Regions from separate parts of the Anas platyrhynchos genome. Here region 2 is linked to region 1. The links are chromatin contacts, called in public Hi-C maps. All regions are on one chromosome and are shown on one strand. Each heading gives the region's core, a stretch centred on a gene start, on an enhancer-like site or on the middle of the called end of the contact. The rest is flanking DNA. Distances are from core to core; before and after follow the strand shown. Region 1 overlaps RBM47 (RNA binding motif protein 47). Region 2 overlaps CHRNA9 (cholinergic receptor nicotinic alpha 9 subunit).

Region 1 (5,113 bases), core at 379-2,878:
TGGCCTCGGGAGGTCTGACTTTAAATACCCATACCTTAAAATGACAACATATCAAAAAAAACAAAAGTTCAGTCTTTCAGACACAAACTTTAATTGTTACATTGCTGAACTAGCAGGAACCTTAACAACAAAACTATGAAAAAAAAAAAAGTATACAGTTACATTCTAACCCTGAGTAAAAATCAGATTTCCAAGGCTATGCTACATGTTCATTTTGTTAAGCATATAACTTATTTTTAAATTAACACCGACTCTAGAAATGGTCCTTCTTGCTCCAAAACCACTAAATTTAAGCTTTCTTAAGTATGCTACAGATACAAATGCAAAGTTACTGGGATGTCACAGAAGTATTGAAAACATCTAATGGTATGGTTTACAGCAGAGAGGTTAAATATTGGATTATTGCACTCATGAAAGGGATAGATGTGTTTGGAAAACCCTGCCTGCTGTTTTTGCTTTTTCAGTTCATTAGCAGAATTATTGGCTGCAGAGAGAGCTCCTTTCCTTCCTTCTGTCCTTTCCTAGAAAGTGGGTAATGCACAGAAGGAACATAATGGTTGAAAGAGAAATTGTTTTTCTCATCTTTCAGTTGCTCTTTATAACAGTGGTTAATTTTGAGACAATAATTGCAAAGGAGACATATTCAGAAAGAGCTGACCTAATAAAAACAGGCAACCAACACCTAAGACAGGTAGATATCTAAAGAGTTAAAATCTCCTTTAATAAGGATGTATAAGGGAACAATCTCACTAGTTGTCTACCTGGTGGTTTGGAAACCCCTGAAAGCCAATGTACAGCACACTGTTGTGTGCTGATTTCTGCAAAGAGAAAAGATGGATTATTTATTACCCCATTATTGGGCTTTGTTTCTGATGTTCTTACTCTCAAAAGCAGCAAAAGCCCCAAAACAATGTATTGTTTAATACCAAACATTGTTCTTGTTTTTCATCAGAACAGGGAAGGCAACAGTTGCTCAACTTTACAGCCAGAATGAATATAACAATAAATTTAGACTGGGCTTATCAAAGAGAATAAGGAACTGCAAGAAAGCAGGGAAAATCTGTAATAGCAGCAGGGAGAACCTATCACTACCTGTCAAAAGAGTCCCTAAATGCCTGTCAAGCTGGGAGTGCAATGTTTTACTACTCCTGGTGTGAGTTCCTAGCTTGGAAAGAGTCACTGATGGCTGGAGATAAGGCTGGGGGAAGATGAATATGTTGCGTTTAGGTGGCAGAACTGCATGCAAGAGTCCCATGACAAATGCTGCTGCTGGGGGTCTCACATCTCAGGTTGGCTCTGTCCTCCTGGCTGCTGTGGAGCGGTTCTCTTGGTTTGGCCCAGAGATTACAGCCTAGACATGAATCTTTAATTGCAGTTGTGATTCCTTCTGAACGCTTTTGTTTCTAATCATGCGTGCTTTCCACTGAAACTATGTTTTGTTTTAAAAAAAATATCTCAACCAGCCATAACATAACCCCCTCCTTAGCTCTTGTCTCTTGTGGAGGAGCTGCGCTGTGGATACTCCCTTCTGAAGGAGCATCATGTTTCGGGGAGTAGAGTACAGTGTGGGTCATGCTGTGCCCTTATGGAGTGAAGCACTGGAAAAGTAAGCAGCTTGTGGCTGTCCAAGAGCTCCTCCACCCCTAGCAGGAGGCTCAAGCCAGTTACACCCAGTGAAGCTTGCAGGAGGACTGATGTTTCACCAACCAGTGGAGGAAGGGCTGGATGCTGCCTGTGCTGCACCTCCCTTTGGCCTGGAGAAGGGACACAGAGGAAGGTACGTGTCCTTTCCATTGCCCCTGCTGAGGAAATGCTCTGCCTGCTTTGGTCCCTGGAGCAGCTCAGGGCAGTGCCGGCTGCACATCTGCACCGTGCAACAGCTTGCTTCCCCAGGTCATGCTCTGTCCTGGTCTGCTGAGCATCCACACCACATAAATGTCTGCTTTTGGGTCCTTGTTTGGACACAGCCACCAGTTCTTCCTGAAACAAAGCCCAGACATGGCTCCATCGACAGACAAAACAGACCAGGCTGTGCTGGGTGTGCTTGCCTGGGCTGATGCAGCACGGCCTTCCCAGAGGATCCCTGCACCCACCAGAGTGAAAACTGCTGGTTATGAAAGAGTCTCCAAACACAAATGGTGACCAGTAGGATAAATAAATAAATTTTGAGATAGAAGGTGCAAGCCACAAATGTTCATCTGTTGTATCTCAGAAGATTTGTGTGATTCTACTGAAACCTGCCCCCAGCTCAGTTGAGGAAAAGCGTGTTTTCCTGCTGGTTGCTTAGAAGTGAAGTAGTTCTCTGAAATTCAGGCATATGGCTATAAGGTTATTTCAGTTATAAATGCAGAGACACTTGCACCTAACTATCCATCACTTGGTGTGATGTTCCCATGCACGCACACTGTGCTCAAGGTTACGTTGCCAAGCTGAGCACCCAGAGGATGGTTTGTCCTTTGGTACCGTGCCCCACCTTGCCCTGCCACTCCTGCTGAAAACCAACCCTGCAAAACCAAGAAACATACTGCAAAAATGCACACACACACACACATTTCACAGCACAGCCTGCTGCTGAGAGCGTCAAAGCACTGAACACCACGAATGAAATACTGTGCTATTACATCCAGCTTGTACAGAAAAACATCCTGCTGCTAGCAGGTGAATGGGAAAGCCGTATTTCACAGCCAGGCATAAGGAGGGGGTTATGCTTTGGGGCTGGCAGGCTGTGCAGAAGAAACGGGCTATTTTTACAAATGATCTGGAGTAGGAGGGAGAGAGCCATCTAACAAGCAGCTGACGGCACAGCTGTGTTTGTGGGAACCTGGTCCCATCACCCAGCAAATACCTGGCTCGCAGATTTTGGGTGCAGTTAATGATTGAACATCTTGGCCCCAGCAAGAAACTGGAACACCCCGAGGAAAGATTTTGGCAGGGGCATATTAATAAGTGTCCTGTTACCTGGTCATGCGTTTTACACGTGGGGTGCTATGTTAATTGCCATCTAACGACCTGAGAAACTGCAGAGGTTGGAGTGCTTCCTCTTCAGCACCAACCCATCCAACATGGGTAGTGTTTGTGCATCCTGATGTGTCCCCGCTCACAAATGGGAGGGACAAGGGTACAGAGCCCCCCTTGCACTCCCAGGTCTCTGCTGCTCATGTTCTTCTCTTCTAGGCCCGTGGAAGGGGCCACATCTTCCTGCTGTTTGGATCTGCTCCTTTCCACATGAGCAGCAAAGGAATAAATGATGAATAGGGCACGAATCAGAAATAAATCCTGTTTGAAAGCTGACTTGGACAGATGCTCCAGACTGGTACATTCATTCTGGTGATGGTTTTCTTTAAAAAAATCTCCCAGCTTCTTTACCCAACCCCACATTAATTTTCTTATAAATAAATAAATAAATAAATAAAATGACCCTATTAATCTCTTGCTGACAGGAAATTTATTATCTCTGTAAGTTAGCTTTTTGACTAAAAACTGCTACTCCCAAATATTGGTGTAAGCAAGTAAGAAAATTAATTGCACATAAAAATACCACAATATAACGCTCACCTGATGCCTCAAAAAATGCCCTCATAGCTAAAACATTTAACATTTATAAAGTTGCTCTACTAAAAAAGTAGCTTTCTTAAAAATATTTTTTGATCAGGGGCAAGTTAGATCTGGAATAGCCATATGCCAGTTGCTGAACTATGTGCAAAGGCTCCTCTGTCGGGAACTGCCATAATCTCTGATATCAGAACTCCACCTGCAGATATTGGAGTATGGAGCATTAACTCTTGCCGAATCAAGGTGGTCCGCTGGGTTAAAGGGGAGAAGCACAGGGAAGTGGCTTACTTGCAAATCTGTTTGTCGTATCACTGCAGATGCCCCTCCTCCTTTACACAAACTTGTCGATCTTGCATGATGATGGTCTGAAGGACACAGACCAAAGATTTTTTCAGTTTTTTACTTCCTTTAAAAAAGATGTGCCTGCTCTTTTAACATAGGAACTATTCTGTGAGCTAGAAAATCCATTTATTTTAAATGACTTGGACTTCAGTCACAAAAACACAATATTAACTACAAGTAATTTACCTAATTACAACTCTGGAAAACCCAAGTATAATCAAAACAGAAAACTCCCTTGAACCAGATTGGGCAAGCAGAAAAAGAAAAGAGAAGACACAGATCCTATCTCTCGTAAGCTGGCATGTTAGCACAATTCCACTCCCAAAACACCGGCAAATTTTGACTTCCTAAAACACTGTCAAAATTTGAGTTCTGCAAAAGAGTATATTCAAGAAGAAAACTACCAGGCCTCAAAGTTCATCTCTATGACAAACTTAAATGCCAGTTAATAACTTGCCAAGCAGAGCAACCATGGACTCTGGACGCAAAGGCCAGTGAGGCTGCTGGAGATCTGCACCAAGCCCCCTCCATTCATTGGGAAGGACTTCAGGAAGGCTGGCTGCCTCCACGAGGGAAGGGAAGGAAGAGCTATTGAAAGCATGAGTTTGCCAGTTTTGCTAACGGCCACCAGAAATTCTAAGATTTGACTGAGAAACATAATTTTGTGTACGTCTTTCAAGAGAATTTCTTCTTACTGTCTTCTTTTTAACCTAGTTCTTCTTTGGAGGTCTTTTCCAACCTAGACGATTCTGTGATTCAGGTTTTCATAAAACAAATCTTCAACTAGACTACCAAGCCAGCAAGGTCTCTAAGCAAGTAAAAACTGCATTTATCACATCTATATTAACATGATCACAATGTGTTTAAAATTATAAATGTGCTGGCTGGTGTGGACCCTATATGCCTCTCCCCAAACACAGACAAAAATCCTGGTAACCTCCCTGTCATTACAACTAATACACAGGAGAGCTTTCATTGTGCTTTCACGCTGACTTGAAGACACTCCCAAGCAATTCAAGGATTTCTTTATTGAAACTTCCTTGTATGAAATGCAAATGAAGAGCAGAGCTGGGACCACAGCGTTAAACAGACATACACTGAAACACGTTTTTTTTCCCCTTAACCGGATTTAATTTCCGTTCCTTCCCTCTATTCTTCCATAAGGCAGACGTGTCATTAATTTAAAAACAAAGCTCTCTATGTATCCTGCTTCTGCTTA
Region 2 (5,107 bases), core at 1,728-4,227, 51 kb before region 1:
TTCCAGATGGACCTTAAAGCGAGCTCTTTCCTTAAGGTCCCCAAATATACTTATGGTGCTTACCACAAAGTATATACCAAATATTGCCTCGCAGAAGATCACCTTCTGACTTACAGACAGTTCCAGATACAGATGGACCCCAAGGTCCCCAAATATACTTGTGGTACTAACCACAAAGTATATACCAAACACTGTCCTGCAGAAGTCACCTTCCGACTTACTGGACAGTCCCAGATGACCGGTCTACCAGAAAACCAAACCAGAATAAAGAATATACTCACTTACAATGATGGGGTCCTTGTCTGCCTCCGCAGTGATCCGGTGAGTCGAGGAGTCCCTCCGGGAAATCCCGGGGGTACCCTAGGGAGTCCTGTCCCCAGCGGGTCCTGCGGACCGGCAGAGAGGTCGTCCCATCTGGGGTGCCAGATTGATTCAAAGATCGAAGCCGAAATTCCTTTAAGTGGTATATTCTTTATTGCAGCGCTGGATGCACGGGGGATCTCTCCACCTATCGTGCATACCCAAGCGGAAAGCAGTCTTGAATTTATACAATCAATCTATCAATATTCTACAAGCGCCTATACATATGTATTACCTATCCCCGCCTTCCCTCGCTTCTCATGCTAATTAGCCTTTTGGCACCTTGCGCCTGCGTAGAGCCTCCCAAGAATTGTGGGCAGGGGTCTTTGGGACGTGGGCAGGGGTCTTTGGGAGGAAGACCCCAAGTCTTCCTCACAGTGTACTTTTCACCTTTGGTCAGGAATCTGCTGAATTTGGCACGTTTCTTAATTGCGAGAGCTGGTTGTTGCCAATTCTTCCGTTTGTTGTATCTTTATAATGAATTCCAATGTCCAATTTTGAGATTTATAGTCCTTCCATTTGTTTCTCTGTCCGTCTGCCGCTTCCTTATCATGAGTTCCAGTGTCTTGTTTCGAGATATACAGTCCATGTCTGGGGATTGTCCTTGCCTCCCCAATACCTCCCCAATACCTCCTTAATCAATGCCTCTGTCTGTTCTTGGGCACTTCTTCAGAGTAGAAAGCAAATCTAGTGAACATCTGGAAAGAACAAATCAAGATAAATGGCAGCTGCAGTTTTAAAGAGAAGAGTTTTTCATTCTACTTCCTGAAAATGTTTGTTTTAAATGTGATTCGGTTTAAATGTGATTCAGTACTTCTACCTTCTAAATAACCTACCTAGAACTGTGTTGAGCTTTTTTTTTTTTTTTTTTTTTTTTTTTTTTTCTGAGTAATGCGTATTGTCTGCTTTCTCTGCCATTCTGAATGTTTATTCTTTGCCAGGATATGTACCTTACAATGTTAGCATATCTACTCACATTTTTTTTTCTGTTACAAAAGAACTTGAAACAATTTTTTCAATGCTATTATTTTTATTAATCTTCACTGCAAATTATTTTATCTATGGTGTTGGGAGTTGCATGGGGACTCTATGCCAAAGACTGGCTTGTGTTCCCTTTGGTCTGTCACTACATTGGTTTGTGTTATTCTAAACGTAGTGACAGAGCTGGCAAAGGAAGAAGAGCATTGGAGCAAAAAATACATATATATTTTTATTGCTTAAATGTAACCCATATGATTGTAGGCAGAGCTTCAGTGAATAAAATGAGTAAATTAGGATTCACTGTATTTGCTTTCTATGTTTTACCACTAATAAAATTTGATTGATAGTGGTCTTAAATACTATGTAATAATAACGTATTCTGTTTCTGTTTGCTCATGCATTCTCCATTAACATGTTTAAGTGCATGTTAGCAGGAAATGACTGAGCCAGTATAATGTGAACAAATAAAGAAAGGCACTGTGATTAATGCATGCATGTATGGTTGTATCGTTAGTGTACCATAGGCAAGTTGTAGGTCTGGCTTCTTCATTCATTCTGTGTTTTTGGTTCTAGCTGAATGTTACCAAGCTGCTCGCTGCATTTAAGTGACAGAGGAGTGGCTGTTAATGTTTTGTTAGTGTTATGCTTGTATGTCCAAGCTTGCAGCAGCTTGTGATGGAAAGGTGGGACCCCCTGAGGAGACACTGTCACCTCACACCATCCCACCCTGCCCCTCTGCATTGTTCCAGCAGGTAAGTGTGTCTAGGGGCCCTCAACTGCATGAAGATTTCTACTCACACCATCTGGAAGGTTGACTTCTCTGGGGATACCTTGCTGCCCTAAGTTCCCTCTAGCACCCATGTTTATTCAGACCCATTTTCTGTCCAGCTCACGGGCCTTTTCACAGGCACTTGATAGATGTGCTTCCTCCACAAGACACTCGACTTGGTTCAGAGCTGTCCAAATGTGTCATATGCTGCAGTTGGGTCTATTTTTGTTCAGCATGTTAATGGTTTAGGAGGCTGCCAGTAAGAGGTGAGTGAAACTTGTGTTGCTTTTACCTACTGTTCTTAGCTCAGGGGTCTGGTGTTGAGATAAGGGCCACGCTTTGTGTAGCCACAGTCACCTTCAGGTGCATGGCCTTAGTAGTGCTTTTGAATGCCATGTTCACTACCCTGCAGAGGTTGTTTGAATTGGATCAAAGAGCATTTCTAAACACCACGGTTCAAAGTGGAATGTGTAGGACGTGCACTCATTTGGCACCACACTGTTGAACCCACACATGACTCTGAGCAGTGCTTTTAGCCAGCAAGCTCTGTCACACCAGGAGCACTACCCTGGGACCCTGGGCTCCTGAGTTGACAGCAGCAAAGCAGCCCAGAGCTCCTGCCCCGTGTGCATGTTCCTGGTTTGGGATGGCCCCTGCTCTCAGCTGTGTGGGTTCAGCAGTTTTTGAGGCTGAAAATGGCAAGGCTGATGGCAAGGTTAAGAAGAAATGTAAAACAGCTGGAGCCAGCTGGGGTGAGGGGAGGAGAGGTGCAGGGTGACCGTGAAAATGTCTGGGGCCCAGGTGCCTGCCAAAGAAGTCAGCACCTTGCAAGAGCTCCTCTTGTGGAGACTTTTCCTCGCCTAACTCCTGAGACCTCTAGAGGTCACACGAGTGCTGTTCTTCTTGCCCGGGCACTTCAAGGCAGCACTAGTGGGCAATTTAAAAAATAAATGATTAAAAAACAAAAAACAAAAACCAACCTCAAAACACCTGCACTTAATCGTAGTTGTTTTCCTTTTTCTAAGAAGCAATAAGTAATGTAGACTTGGTGCCTTGTTAGCATTTCTCCTGCTGATAGCTTTTTATTAACGTCTAGATAAATGAAGGAATGTATCCTATGGGACAGTGCAAAGGCTGCTGTTCTGAAAGGGGTGTTTCATCTCCTCAGAAGCTATGCTTTAATTTACAGACCCAGGGGCCAGTAGTATTATGAACAGAACTGTCTGGAGGTAGTCTGTTAGTCTTCAGAGTACTGGGGAACAAAGACTTTATGAGCAGTCCAGACTGTGGTCCTACACCTGGTCGGGGCAGTCTGGCATAATGCTGAGACAAAGAGAAAATGCCTGCCGGAGGCATTGGGATCAGGTCAGCAGAGACAGGTTAACTTACAGCTTCTGACCAATGTCAAGTAGCCTGGAAAAGCAGGTTTTGGGCAAACAGATTTCTTCCACCGATCTTTCTTGACTGGACTGTCTCACTCTTAGCTCCTCAGTACTTGTCCTTTAGTCCTTATATTTTCTTCTGTGTGTGGAAAGAATCCTGTTATGGTATGGATATGGGCATAGGAATCAACTTTAGCCTTGTGGTACTGTTCCCTGCACCCTGTAAACGTGTCTCCTTGAGTTCAGTAATCATAAATGGGGACTGGGTAGGGCAACATCTCTGACATGGAAGAAAGAGTTTGTTTGCTCTTGCTATTGATTTGCAGCAAATCTCATGCTCAGCTCACTGCAAATGTAATATTAACATGAAAGATCTCTTCTGTATATGAGACCATCTCCACGTACAGTTAGGCTGAGGAAAGGGAAATCATTGAGGCAGTTCAATATTTGGCTTTCACTTCAAGAGATGGAAGCACTGGTATGTGCCATTTGTAACTTCTGAAGAAGCCAGTAGAAATGGGGCAGGATGTGTCATACAGAGGTTCCTGATTGTTCCAGCAGGTTCACTGTGGTAATCTGAGCCTGCACTTGTTCCCAGAGATGAAGGTTCTTCAAAATGCTGATTTAATCTTTCACTTTTGTGTCAGATTGCAATCCTATGTTGGAAGATGGCTGGAGAGCAGAGGCTGGTCGACTCAAATGAGGTAGCAGGTATATTAAGACTGTTGGAGGTAATTTGGTCCAGTTCAAGTGGTCCTTGCTGGTGCTCTAACCTTCTTCCAGGACACTGTTTCCAGCTACTCCCTGGAGGTGGTCGTCCTGAACCCAGCTTGGTGGGTGATTCCTTCCCCTTCCCTCTTAGCTACAAATATTGATTTGCACTAGCTGTCTCAGAGATGATTATTAGCACTGCCCAGGCCTGGAAATGTTATTAAGTGCTAACCCTAACAAGAGCTGCTGCTGGCAGGTCAGCTTGGGGAGCAGAACTTCTTTGTACAGCAGCAAAATGTACGTCACCATTCATTTCTGTTGCACTGCAGCAGCTGAATTGCTGTTTTATAGCATGTATTTTCTTTACAAACAAACAAACAAAACCTCCAAACACAAAAGACATCCAGCCAGAACAACAAGGTAATTATGAACCACATCGGTATGAGTATTGGCTTAAATCCATTATATACACCAACCCTGCCTATAGTAAAGGAACATGGGGCAATTACTGACTTCATAAATTCCTGTTCATACAGGACATCCAAAAGATTACAAGAGGGTGAACTTCAAAGAGAGCAGTATCACGGGACCTAAAATTGGAGAATTTGTATGTGGATAGTGGGGCTTTATCACAGACTGGTGACAGCCAAGGGGCAGAGTCACCATGGTTTGACATCTCATTTTGATGAGATGCTTCAGGATATTAAAAATGAGGCACCTAAATATCATTATATATCTGTACCAAGATCCTGCTGCTGGTGGTCTGGCTGGGATTGAGGCCGCTGTTGTGGTTTGCCTTGCAGCAAGCACTCAGCAATTTTCTTGTAGTGTGTGTGTGTGAATAAACCACTCCAGAGGGAATACAAAAATTACAACTTTGATGCTTTTTTGCTGTTGCCTGATA

Evidence for each region. A called contact is a pair of places that touch in the nucleus more often than the background predicts.
Region 2: a Hi-C map of liver shows a contact between it and region 1, with 2.1 times the contacts expected there. The contact joins two enhancer-like sites.

The regions. Positions count from the first base shown.
Region 1 is chr4:55,636,451-55,641,563 of IASCAAS_PekinDuck_T2T, reverse strand. All of the region lies in intron 2 of RBM47 (RNA binding motif protein 47), which reads right to left. Among named protein-coding and RNA genes, the nearest start is that of RBM47, 43 kb to the right of the region's middle. Within about 2 kb of position 1,628, at least 4 of the 8 cell types and tissues checked have an H3K27ac peak or open chromatin away from gene starts, as enhancers often do.
Region 2 is chr4:55,688,856-55,693,962 of IASCAAS_PekinDuck_T2T, reverse strand. It overlaps CHRNA9 (cholinergic receptor nicotinic alpha 9 subunit), which reads left to right. Exons shown (of 6, transcript XM_013109625.5): 6 at 1-249. Among named protein-coding and RNA genes, the nearest start is that of CHRNA9, 33 kb to the left of the region's middle. Within about 2 kb of position 2,977, at least 2 of the 8 cell types and tissues checked have an H3K27ac peak or open chromatin away from gene starts, as enhancers often do.